Linked DNA regions of Sus scrofa: region 1 is linked to region 2. The links are chromatin contacts, called in public HiChIP or PLAC-seq maps. All regions are on one chromosome and are shown on one strand. Each heading gives the region's core, a stretch centred on a gene start, on an enhancer-like site or on the middle of the called end of the contact. The rest is flanking DNA. Distances are from core to core; before and after follow the strand shown.

Region 1 (6,649 bases), core at 2,589-5,088, 140 kb after region 2:
AGGAGTTCCCGTCGTGGCTCACTGGTTAATGAATCCAACTAGGAACCATGAGGTTTCGGGTTCGATCCCTGGCCTTGCTCAGTGGGTTAAGGATCTGGTGTTGCCCTGAGCTGTGATGTAGGTCTCAAATGCAGCTCGGATCCCACGTTGCTATGGCACTAGACCCCTAGCCTGGGAATCTCTATGTGCCACAGGTGTGGCCATAGAAAAGACAAAAAGTCAAAATAAATAAATAAATAAAATAAAAATAAAAAAAATTATGTCTTTGAAATGTTCATCTATATTGTAGCAAGTATCAGAATTTCCCTCCTTTTTGAGGCTGAATAATATTCCATTGTGGGCATATATATTTTTTAATCTATTTATCTGTCAGCAGACATCTGGATTGTTTCCACCTCTTGGTTATTGTGAATAATGCTGTTATGAACATCGGTGTATCAAATATATTTTTCACAGGAAGTAAAAACAGAATGAGGCTTTAGAGGTCATGATGTCCAATCTCTGCCAATATGCCAATGTTTTGCCTTTGCCTTATTGGCAAAAAGAAAAAAAAATCTATGAAACAAACTAGCTGCTTGAAGAATAGAAATAATTAATGCTGCATTGGTAAAGTTTAATATATTCTTCTTTCATGTTTATGAAATAGGCCCATTCTCTGAGGCAAAAATAAAGAAATTCTCTAGCTTGAAAAAGTCAAAGTTTCTAAAAATGAAAAAAAAAAAAAGGATCATGGCAACCTGAAGTAAAATATTTTCCCTACTCCTGCCACAAATGGTGATATAGGAACACAGGAAGCAAGGTAGAGCCCATTCACAGCCAAGGCAGCCAGCCATCAAGACTTTGCCCAAAGATATTAGAAGGACTAGAGATCACATTCTAAGGATCAGAAGTTGTTGTAATATCAAAGATGCTGGCAAAGAAAGAATATCCTCATACTGGATTCTTTGTAATCTAGGTCCACATAATAAGATGAAATATTGAGTGGGAAAAGGGGGCTTGGGAGTAAATAGAGGAAATGGAAGAGTTGTGATTTTGTAAAACACAAAGTTAATGGCTTTTACCCCTCATGAGAAAAGGAATGTGTTCAACTATTACTCAGCTCTCCCTCTGAAAAACCGTTCTAACCTGCTCCATCTAATAATAACCCCTTTGCTTAGAATTCCTCATCTTCCTTCTCTACCTGGTAATTCCCATTTATTTTATAATACCCAATTTATATGTCCCCTCCTCTGAGACATCTTCTCAGACTGGTGAGACCCTACACATCACAGACACAGATGTTCCCTCCTATGCATCCCCATCATACTTTGTATCCACTTCTAGAACTTAGCGCCCTGCCCTGTAATGATCTGTGTACATGATTTTCCCATTTGGCTACATGTCCAAGGTATATATTTCATTTATTTGTAGGTTACCATCCTCTTATAACTAATCCAACTGGACCTGAACAATGATGGGAGAGGCAAAACTAATTTACAAAGAATTAACCAAATATTTGGCAGGAACACTGATATGATCAAATTATAAATAATAGGTAAAAAAAATTCCAATCCTAAAACAGAGCCGCGTTTTAAGATATCTCCCAACTGACCAGATGCTCCTAGGCATCCCAAACCAAGACACTTGATTTGGGTTTTAATCATGTTTAAAAATCATGTAAAAATACCTGGTACCCTTGAATAAAGACAGTGCCAAATGCTAGGGTTTTGGATTAATTATATTGTCCACAAAAACCAAGAGGAAAAAGGAACAGTTCACTCCTCATATGGGGCTAATCTCTGTAACTGGCAATGTTTACCCCACAAAAGTACTTCATTATTCACAATTCTCAAGATTGGCATGTTTTATTTTCTTAACAATACAGATTATTAATGGGCTATAATTAAAGGTGGATCACAGTGTCCTAGAATAATACTAGACTAGATACTATAAGCCCTCTTGTTATAATAATGATGTACACGATATAATACTACATAAATAATAATAAACTTCTTTTATTTATTTATTTATTTATTTATTTGCTTTTTAGGGCAAAAAAACCCAGGCCAGGGGTTGAATTGGAGCTATAGCAGCTGGCCTACACCACAGCCACAGCAACACCAGATCTGAGCCATGTCTGCAACCTATGCCACAGCTCACCACAGTGCCGGATCCTTAACCCACTGAGCGAGGCCAGGGATTGAACCTGTGTCCTCATGGATCCTAGTCAGATTCATTTCCGATGAGCCAGGATGGGAACTCGTGAATAATAATAAGCTTTTTAATTTATGGCTGGCTTGTAAGAAAGTAAAGAAAATCTGTTTAAAAAAAAAAGAAAACTTAAAATACAATGAGTTGTCAACCAGTGAGCTGAAAGCACACTTGGGAAAAGCAGAGAAAGCTGGTGTTATTTGGGGACTCTGCTACGCCTTCTGCACAGGAATCTAGAAATTTGGCCTTGGGCCCCCTTCAAAGTGAGAAAGCTGAATCTGCATATCCCATGTTAATTCAGGACACTGAAGTGGGCCAAGGCAGTCATAGATTTGCTAGGATCCCTAGTGACTCCTAGCTCCACGAGAAGAGCCTAAGTCGTCTCTGAAGTTACTCCAGATTTAGGCCTGCAGAATTGCCAAAGATATTCTACCAGAAATGAGCTCACAATCAAAAAATATAAAACACACAAGGAAGCAAGCCATAGATGACCCGGCAAACACACCACTCAGTGCATTCAGATCCCAGCAACTTCAAGACTGGAACTGTCAGTTAAAGAATATAAACAGATTATATAAGAAATGTTCAAAGAAATAAAAGATAAAAAAATTTTAAAGTGGGAATAATAGACTATCAAAAATAACCTGAAGTTTTTTTAAAAGAATAAAAGTTATTAAAAAGGAAAAATATAGTTTTTGAAATTTGAAACTCAAATGTTGACTCCAAATATGGAAGAGAAAAATAGTGAAATAGAGAATAAATATGAAGATATTATCAAAACAATGGCAAAGAAATTAACGGCAAAAAAATGAAAAGATAGTTGAATAAGAGGGTCTAAAACAGCTTTAATTGGCATCCCAGGATGAAAACAATAAAGAGACATAATACTAGAAGAAGTAATATATAAGAATTTTTCACAACTGAAGAAAAGCATAAATCCACAGACACAGGAAACACAATGTATATCAAGCAGAGCAAATGGAAACAAATCCACAATTAGACATTGTCAGAGTATAATGAAATTGTAAAAAAAAAAAAAAAATACATACACACAAACATAAATCTGAAAAGAAGTCAAAGAATTGACATTACAGTGACTCAAGATGTCTCAATAGCAACAACAGAGGCTGGATATAGAAGAATAAAAAATATTGTCAAAGTCCTAAGTTCTAGCCATTTTTGTGCAGCTTTCAGCTTCTATTACCTTGCCAAGCACATCCTAAGTGTCCAGAAAATTCTGGCTGAGTAAATCAACACGATTCTCCATCTCCACACCAATTAAATGATTAAATTAGCCAGTAGGAAGAGTAAAACGAGACTCTCGGTAATGAAATCTGAAATTGGCTTATTTCCTCAGTTTGTTAAGAGTCTTGGGGCTGGAGAATGCAACAACAAATCCATCACAAAGTGAAAAACATCTGCTAATATGAAACAGTCCCTACCCCCTAAATCTCACTCTTGCGCTCAGTCAAGAGAAATGCCTTTTATTCAGTACAGTTGGCACGGAATGTTTTTGTTTATAATAAAGATTCCTATCATCCACGCAGAGGTTGCTGCTTGTGCTGTGCAGCACAGACAGCCGTTGTGCACGTTTGTGACAGACCGCTGCTCCACACTGACTAAGAAAGACTGACTCAGCTCCAATTTCAGTTTACTCTGGGCTTTCAGATTCTGCTGACTGCAGACCAAACTTTCTTCCCCAACAATGGCTGCATATATTTAGCCATCCCCACAGAATTCCACAGGAATTTGAATTAAAATTCAGGAACTCGTAAGGTATCTAATGAGAAGCAAAAACTTCAAATCACTTTTAGAGTTAATTGCTTTTTCACTTAAGTAAAAAGCAAATATTATAGGACAGAAATAAATTTTATTTCTTAAAACAAGCCATGTAAGCTGATCTATTGTAGCTTGGTTTGAATTTTTGAATTTCCTGTTTTTGGAGACTAGGAAATTGGATATACAAATTCACTTGAGACAAAACTGTAATACTTTCCAAATTATCCAAATATAGGTCCCCCCAATCCAACTAAGTTTAAATTTTCATTTGCACATGGAGTGAAACTAAATAATCGGTTTAATCTGTAAATAATTCAGTGAGTTCATATGACAGCTACATGTTCTTCTGAAGTCTTTCCATTTTCTTTAGCATTTACTGTAGATCAAAACTAACTCTAGTTAATTAAGATACTACCATGAATCAGATTCATATTAGCAGTTTCTTTATGCCTTGTCTCTTTTTCCCTCCCATAAATAAAAAAAAAAAAAAGTTTAAAGTGAAAAAAAGAGTCATGGCTAATTTAGAAACACTACGGTATCTCTAAATGTGCCTCCGTGGAACATTTTATCAGACCACAGACCATGACAGTTTTAGAAACTGAAGAGTAATTAACCAGCAAGTAAGACAACTGCCACTTCTAGTGACTTTGGACACGCCACTTAGGCATTGTCCTCATCTATAAAATGGAAGCACTGCACATGTGGATTTCAAAGTGTCCAGCCTCTCATGATGCTTATGGATTCTTTACCCCTTCCAAGCCCATGGCTTCCTTAGTTATTTATTAAGAATCTATTACCTAGGCCATGACTTTATAACCACAGTGACGGTCTTTCGCCAATTACCTCCTTTCTATCTCTCTACCCTCCACACCGTAGCCTATTTCAATTTTTTTTCTACCTACTCAAACAATATTTTTTCACTTTATTTTACAGAGCAGGCACATTAAATTGGAAAAGACTTCTCACTGTTGAAGATAATAATGGAATACACCACAATAAAAATGCATCAGTAAATACTTTGATTTAAATTAAATAACATAGTCAAACAAAAAACATGTCTCTCTCCAAAGACTACTTTCAAAAGTCTGTAATGTAAAGCATAAGTAAAATATGCTTTGTCCAGTCTAAAAACACTAGATAGAATTGTAAATTAGCAAGGCCTGAAAATACAGATACCAACCAAAGGAAATTTATTTTTGTGAACTGATGGAACATAATACATAGGTGTAATGCATTGCTCACACACTGGAGTTCCTTGGAGCTCTCTGGGAGTGAATCGATGAGATACCCTAGGGAGGAAATAGGACTATGACCTTGGCCAGCAGACCACTGAGCCAACACAGAAATGCTCACTCCCAACATCATGAATGAGCGCCCCTGCTCCCCAACATGAATGAGCGCCCCTGCTCCCCAACATAGCTTCAAGGAGGATCCGAATAGAGAAAAAGGAATGACTACCATGCTAAGCAAGCAGGCATCTGAGAACAAGCCTTCTGGACCACTCTTGTGACTGCTGCATGAGCAGGCTGCCAGCCAGGTGGGTCAGAAACAGTGACCAAACACATCAGCATAAATGAAATCAAATGTACTTCCCCCTCTTTTCTTTCTTCTTCCTTTTTTGTTAGCTTTACTCCCCTCTTCTCCCTTCTCTTCATCCACTCATTCTTACTTTTTTTTTGGGGGGGGGGAGGTGTATCCATAGCATATGGAGGGTCCCAGGCTAGTGGTTGAATTGGAGCTGTAGCCACTGGCCTACACCACAGGCACAGCAACTCGGGATCCGAGCCGCATCTGTGACCTACCCCACAGCTCATGGCAACATCGGATCCTTAACCCACTGAGTGAGGCCAGGGATCGAACACGCATCCTCACAGATACTGGTTGGGTTCGTTAACTGCTGAGCCATGACGGGAACACCCTCATTCTTATGTTTAAATAAATGTGTATCCAGCCACTACCTGGGACACGCTCCCTTCCATAGCTCAGAGTCCAGTGAGGGGTAGTAACATCAGAACAATTATAGTACTGAGGGTTGGCCTGAAAATAGTAAATAGAATTCCTGACGTTAAGGTAGAATACATTTGAGTTACTCAATCCAAAACTGGGAGGTCAGGTAAAGTTTCTTGGAGGGAGTAAAGACCATGCAAAATCTGGAGGAAAGATAACCAGAGAGTGGACTAGGAAAGGTAAAGGGGATTACGAACATTTTTTTGGAAGTCACCGTAAGTAGAGGGGGAAAAAAGTCCTAAGAAATGAAAATTAACACTTAACAGGATTATAGTAAGAACATGCTCAAACTTTTGGGACTTTCATGAAATCTTCCATCTCCCTTACATTTTGATATAGGTACTAAGGTGATAGCTTTAAGAACAAAGTGGGATCAGCTTCCATGTCTACATCCACGGGTGGCCTGAGGGTACAACAGGCTGCTGCTCTTGGCTTCATATCTGCATGACCCTGACACACAGATGAGTTAATCCTAGCAAGTGCAACAGTTAATCCAAGTAAGGATTCCATCAGCATTATCTGATAGAAATGAATGCCTTTCAAAGATCATTAAATGAATTAGGAAAAGAAATCTACTCCAAAGAAATGTCCCACAGAAATAAGTAATTCATTTCACTAACTTCAGTGCTGTAACTAATAATAATAGCCATTTGAGCAGAACTGGTTCTTAAGC
Region 2 (6,784 bases), core at 466-2,965:
TTGCCACAGTTATGGCTCTGATTCAGTCCCTGGCCTGGGAAGTTCCATATGCCGAGGGTGCAGCCATTAAGAAAGGTCTTGAGGAGTTCCCGTCGTGGCGCAGTGGTTAACGAATTCGACTAGGAACCATGAGGTTGTGGGTTCGGTCCCTGCCCTTGCTCAGTGGGTTAACGATCTGGCATTGCCGTGAGCTGTGGTGTAGGTTGCAGACGCAGCTCGGTCCTGCGTTGCTGTGGCTCTGGCGTAGGCCAGTGGCTACAGCTCCGATCAGACCCCTAGCCTGAGAACCTCCATATGCCGCGGGAGAGGCCCAAGAAATAGCAAAAAAAAAACAAAAAACAAAAAAAGAAAAAAAAAAGGTCTTGAATTCTGATCCTGCCACATTTATCAAGTATGCAGAGGCATCACTCTCACCACTGGTCTCAGCCGTATGTGTACAGGTCACCCACATTACAATTCCCTCAGCCTCCACCCGGGGCCCAGGCAGGACTGTGCCACCCACTTCTGTAAGCCTAGCACAATGCCAAACACATAGAGGGGATCTATAAATGTACACTGAATGATCCACGTGTTTGGTGGGATAAAGTTCAATTCTCAAAACATAGTTAAATGCACCTCTAAAAAAAAGTGTTACCTACATAGCATGTTTCAATGCAGATGACAATTGAATAAGAAAATAGCGGTTGTGAAGCGGGGGGGGGGGTCCCCTGTTCCCTGAAAAGCAGCAGAACTCAGCATTCCCTGCTACTAGGGTAATGGGACTATTTTTTTCCTCTGAGCTTTTAGTGTCCATTGGAAGATTTTACTGGTGTTGTACTGGGTGGCAGATGTTTTGAATAAAAAGTAGACATTACAAGCTAATGATTTAGCAAAACAAACCAAAAGCCAGCAAGTCGGGAGGGAGAAGAGACACTAAGTCAAACTGTCCAGCTTTATTATAGGGTCTACTATTTGCTACCTCGGTTTCTCATTAAGCAAAGCTCAGTATATTTAAGGCAATTTTCAAAGAGTAAGTACAGCAAAACACAGCAATAAAGGCTAACCATACACTCGGATGGTCAGGACACGGACCAAGATTAAGGATTTTATGTCTCTGATCCACCACTGTTGGTCCTTAAACACCTATGATTCATCCAGCATTTCCTGAAGACCTACTTTGTGCCAGGCACTGTGCTGTGCTTTGGAAATACAGAGGTGAGGGACACAACAGCCCTGCCCTGAGGGGATTTATAACCTAGGAAGGGCTGCAGAAAAGTAAGGTAGAGACAGTTATAACTAGTCTAACCTGTGGAAGAAGCAGCATGAATGAGGGCTGACTACCCACGAGAAAGAAAATCTCTCAAAGCCGTGTTGTCCATCTTTGGGTGGTTCAGATAAGTCTCTTTCAGCTCCTCCTCTCATCCCTATGAGAAAAATAGCTCCAGTAGAATGTCCGCTAAGAGTGGCTCATCTTCCAAGATGTGCTCTCAGGAGCTTCGTATTCACAGCAAGTCGTCAAATAATACGGTTATGAAACTGCATTTTGCCTTTCAAAAGTACGAAGGAGACTGCGGGGTGGGGAATGCAACGCCAACTGGTAAACAGTTGGGATGCTTTCATCCTCCTTCTGTAGTAACTTGTTGAGGCCACAGAGAGGCGCTCTGGGTTAAAGAATGAGTGGGTTTCTATTTCCCACTGCAGTCTTTGCTTCTACCAGGGGCTTTCACAGAGCAACATGGGTTTATCTAACATCAGGAAGGTCAGCAGCTCTTGGAAGAAAGCACATGTTTGTCCTGCACAAAGTACAGATGTTTTTGACTGAAGTTTCAAAATAAATCTCATTTATGCAGGAAGAATTAAATCGAAAGTGGAGACTGCTTCTTCAGGGAGGGGGGCTTCTGTTGCTAAAAATAAGCATTTTTCCATCCCATCACCTCTGGGGGAAGAGGGGATAAAGAAGTAAAGCAAACAAAATGAGAACATTAAACAATAACGACAACAACAAAACCCCTCACAAAATAAAAACACAGCTCTCAGAATAATGAGAACATTTTTGAAAAGGACACACTGCTGGAAGCAGCTCTGACAGTATTCCCCTTGGTGTTGGGTTTGGATGATCCTATTTGAATAGGAACCTTCCTTAAGCTTCATCATGAACCAGTCAATAATCCACTGTTTGTAACATTACAAGTCAGTTGCCATGGAAATAAAACTGTTGTCACAAAATTAGCTTTTTGGTTATCATCCTGGATCGTACAGGAGCAGAAAGCTAGAAAATCGTATCTGTCCTGTGCTAATATTTTCATTTGTTAGGGGGGCAAACAAATCAAGAAATTCTATACAAATTGTATACTGTTATACTATGAATCTTTGAAAAGCCTCCAAAATCTTTACGCAGATTTTTTTTTTTTTTTTTTGTCTTTTTTAGGGCTGCACCCACGGCATATAGAGGTTCCCAGGCTAGGGGTCTAATCGGAGCTGTAGCTGTAGCCGCTGGCCTATACCACAGCCACAGCAATGGCAGATCTGAGCCGTCTGCGACCTACACCATAGCTCATGGCAATGCCAGATCCTCAACCCACTGAGCGAGGCCAGGGATCGAACCTGCAACCTCTTGGTTCCTAGTTGGATTCGTTTCTGCTGCGCCATGATGGGAACTCCTAATTTTTCAATCTCCAGTGCTTCATTGTGCAAAAAAATTATTTTAAGTATCTGTTGTTTATAGGGTTTATGAAATAAGCTACTGCTGAGGTTTCTAATTTTATTTTTTATTATTTTCTTTATTGTTGTACAAAATTTTTATCTAGCTGGAATTCCTGAGCTCTTTAGCTCTCAGTGAGTATTTTACATCTTTGTACTAGACAAAATAAATGAGTCATGTTAGAAATGAGTAAGAGGTTCTGGTTAGAAGACAGGTGGAAAAAAAAATGTATACCTGTCACTCTTGTCACTAATTTTAAGGTAGGTGTGTATGGCTTTTTTTTTTTTTTTTTTCTTTTTTTAAGTCTCTAAGGAAACCTGAGAAAATATGACTCTTTTCCAAGACGGCATTTCAGGACATGCAAAGATGATCAAAATCAGTGCGTTCAGAGGCCGACTGCTGAGGCTCGGGTTGCTGCAGAGGTGTATGTTCGATCCCAGCTTAGCACAGTGGGTTAAAGGACCCAACATTGCTGCAGCTGCAGCTCGAATTCAATCCCTGGCTGGGGAACTTCCATATGCTGTGGGCGTGGCCATTAAAAAAAAAAAAGATCAAAATTTTATCCTCCCTCCTGCTTCCATCCCCATTCCCTTCCCTGAACGAGAGAAGCAGCAAAAGTTCTTGCATAATCCTCATGTTTGGGTGGGCACCACTGAGTAATTATAAAACAATAGGCTATTTTCTGCTTCCTAAAAATAAGGAGGGCAATTATCCAGGGGTAGGGGTGGTTATGCAACGGACCACACTTCACCCACTGGAAATAAACGTGGAAAACATTTCAATCACATATGAAAAAAAAAAAAAAAAGGAGAGAAAAGCTGAGTAAAAACTAGCTAAATAAGAAACACACTGAAATAAAAACATGTGAAATAGTGAAGTAACTCACCCCAATTTATGCTGATGGCAATAATGTTGTTTTGTATCTATATTTAACATGAAAGATGAAAAAGTATGGGTTTTACAAACCTCAATGATTTTTTTTTTTTGCTTTTTAGGGCCGAAGGTATGGCATATGGAGGTTCCCAGGCTAGGAGTCCAATCACAGCTACAGCTGCCAGCCTACACCAGAGCCAGAGCAATGCCAGATCCCAGCCACCCGTGCGACCTACAGCATAGCTCATGGCAACGCCAGATCCTTAACCCACTGAGCAAGGGCAGGGATCGAACCCGCAACCTTATGGTTTCTAGCTGGATTTGTTTCTGCTGCACCATGATGGGAACCCCAATAAAACGTTTTAAAAGTATGTTCCCCAATTTTCTTTTATCTTCTAAAATTAAACCAGTTAGAGTACATCAGGGTAGTGATTTTAAAACATCCAAAATTAGTAAGATTAATTTTTTTTCAAATTAATTTTTTTGAAAACGAAAGAGTAATTTATTGTAGTATAAAGAGTCCTGGATTGGGAATAGAGACAAGATTTGAGGTCAGCTTTATAACCCATGAGTTCTGCGCCCCAAGCAGGTCACTCTAACTCACTAGTGTTTTTGTTTGCTTTTTGTCTTTTTTAGGGCTGCACCCACGGCCATATGGAAGTTCCCAGGCTAGGGGTCGAATCGGAGTTACAGCTGCCAGCCTGTGCCACAGCCATAGCAATGCCAGATCCCAGCCATGTTTGCGACCTACACCACAGCTCACAGCAACTCCAGATCCTTAAGCCACTGAGCAAGGCCAGGGATCGAACCCAAGTCCTTATGGATACTAGTCGGGTTTGTTACCACAGAGCTACAGTGGGAACTCCTGACTAGTATCCACAAGGATACGGGTTCGATCCCTGGCCTCACTCAGTGGGTTAAGGATCTGGCATTGCCATGAGCTGTGGTGCAGATGGCAGACACAGCCTTGATCCCGCATTGCTGTGGCTGTTGTGTAGATTGGCAGCTGCGGCTCTGATCTGACCCCTAGCCTGGGAGCTTCTATATGTCGCACCTGCAACCCTTAAAAAAAAAAAAAAAAGAGAGAGAGAGAGAGGGGGAGAGAGAAAAAGTTGGTGGAATTTTGATATTGTTACTGAATGAACCAAGCACCATAAACTATAATAGAGGATGCTAATCCATTACTAAAATGGAAAAGGAAAGACTTAGAACATTACCCACAGAGAAAGGTAGATGCAAATCTTCCAGCACTGCAATATTGCTCCAAATAACACGAGATCCGAAATAAGGCAAGAATGCAATGCTCCTGACAAGCATTGCTCCTGACGGCAATAATCCAATGCCCTCACACTTCAGAGGCCAATTTCCTTCTGGTATTTTCTCCCCAATTCATCCTGAGTGGACAGAATCTCTCAAGTCAGAGTGATTTATATTCAGTCAATCAATTCTCTGTCAGCAGAAAAACTCCACTGGGCTCATGAGGTGCAGTTTTCATGCTTGGAGTTTCCTTTATTTCTAGACAGACATTTCTGGGGAAGAGCCCCAGCATGTCAGCTCTGGAGACCAACTGCAACCATCCCAAAGGATGCTTAGGATATAAATGTAGCAAAACTCATACTGCCCTGATTTTGCTCACTAAGAAGTATGCAAAGCAGGTACTCACGCTGGACACACTTTATATTTCCTAGGTCTGTCCTCTTAGTGTTTACTGAGTGCAGCCATAACGATGTTTGTGGTAACAGCCTTTCATACCACGTGTACTCAAGACAGTCAGTGATGAAGCAGAGCAGCCCATAAAGCTCTGAAGTGATAACCTGGTCGAATGTCCAAATTCTCGCCCTACGAGTAAAGAATGATAATGCTGAAAGGATCTTTGGTCAGTCCGACTCTCTCCTACCCAGATGATAGGAGTAAATGGCAGCACATTTCCTAGGGTATAGTGTGACTTCTAGTCATTAGGAGTCTTAAAAAGGATTGCAGCCTTTGACCTAGTAATTCCATTTCTATGACTATATCCTAAGGAAGTAGTCAGAGATAAGGACAAAGATTTATGCACGAGGATGTTCAAAATCTAGAAACAACTGAAATTGTCCAAAAATAGGAAATGCTTAAATAAATAATAGTAGATCTTAGAACATCCTGCAACCATTAAAGGTAAATTTTAAAGAATAACTTGGGAAGCTCTCTAATATCAGAGTTAATTTGTATTTAAGCCTTATTTATATAGGTATATGTATATCTATCTATCTATATATGTACATGCCTATAAATTGAAAGAAACTTACTAAAATATTTCTAGTAGTTATCTCTAGATGATGGGACTAAAGTTGACTTAAAATCTTTAGCTTCATAGTTTGCTATCATAAACACATATTACTTAATTTTGAAAAAGATCATTGGCCTCCAGAAATCCCACTCCTGGGCATCTATCCAGAGAAAACCACGACTCGCAAAGACACATGTACTCTGATGTTCATTGCAGCACTATTTACAATAGCCCAAACAAGGAAACAACCTAAATGTCCATCAACAGAGGAGTGGATCAAGAAGATGTGGTACATATACACAATGGAATATTACTCAGCCATTAAAAAGAATGAAATACCGGCATTCTTAGCAGCATGGATGGACCTAGAAACTATCATGCTAAGTGAGGTCAGCCATACAATGAGACACCAACATTGAATGCTTTCACTGACATGTGTGGAATCTGAAAAAAGGACAGACTGAACTTCTTCGCAGATCAGATGCTGACTCATAGACTTTGAAAAACTTATGGTCTCCGGAGGAGACAGTCTGGGGGATGGGGGTGTGTGCTTGGGTTGTGGGATGGAATTCCTGTGAAATTGGACTGTGATGATCATTATACAACTACAGATGTGATAAATTCATTTGAGTAATAAAAAAAATTTTTTTTAAAAGATCATTGGCCTGATTATAAGATGTCACTTATCAGGTCATCACCAGGAGAAGAATTAAGCAATAAAAAAATTGCTCTTAGATTTGAAGGGATCAGAGGACCTTGGCACTTGATGAGCATGTGATCCTATCGATGTTGCTGCAATTCTCGCATCCCATCAGGCCTATGGCTCTCGTAAAAAGGCATCTCCAGACAGATGTCCAAACAAACAGTGTACAGGCTATTCAGTAGAGCTACTAGCTGCCTGCCCCCAGCTTCCCAGCGGGCTCTCCTGTGGTCACTCATTGATTTCATTTAGATTAATACGGTCG

Evidence for each region. HiChIP or PLAC-seq counts read pairs in DNA pulled down with a chosen protein or histone mark.
Region 1: an H3K27ac HiChIP or PLAC-seq map of skeletal muscle shows a contact between it and region 2, with 6 times the contacts expected there. The contact joins two enhancer-like sites. A contact is called at or near these places in 5 of 47 Hi-C or Micro-C datasets (embryonic fibroblasts, fibroblasts, heart right ventricle and 1 more) and 2 of 2 datasets of contacts at active chromatin or transcription factors (alveolar macrophages and skeletal muscle).

What each region holds. Positions count from the first base shown.
Region 1 is chr8:40,003,528-40,010,176 of Sscrofa11.1, forward strand. The region is part of intron 4 of SCFD2 (sec1 family domain-containing protein 2); the gene reads right to left. Among named protein-coding and RNA genes, the nearest start is that of SCFD2, 140 kb to the right of the region's middle. Within about 2 kb of position 3,839, at least 17 of the 83 cell types and tissues checked have an H3K27ac peak or open chromatin away from gene starts, as enhancers often do. A contact at or near this core is called in skeletal muscle, where this site is marked.
Region 2 is chr8:39,867,061-39,873,844 of Sscrofa11.1, forward strand. The region is part of intron 5 of SCFD2 (sec1 family domain-containing protein 2); the gene reads right to left. Among named protein-coding and RNA genes, the nearest start is that of RASL11B, 170 kb to the left of the region's middle. Within about 2 kb of position 1,716, at least 26 of the 83 cell types and tissues checked have an H3K27ac peak or open chromatin away from gene starts, as enhancers often do. A contact at or near this core is called in skeletal muscle, where this site is marked.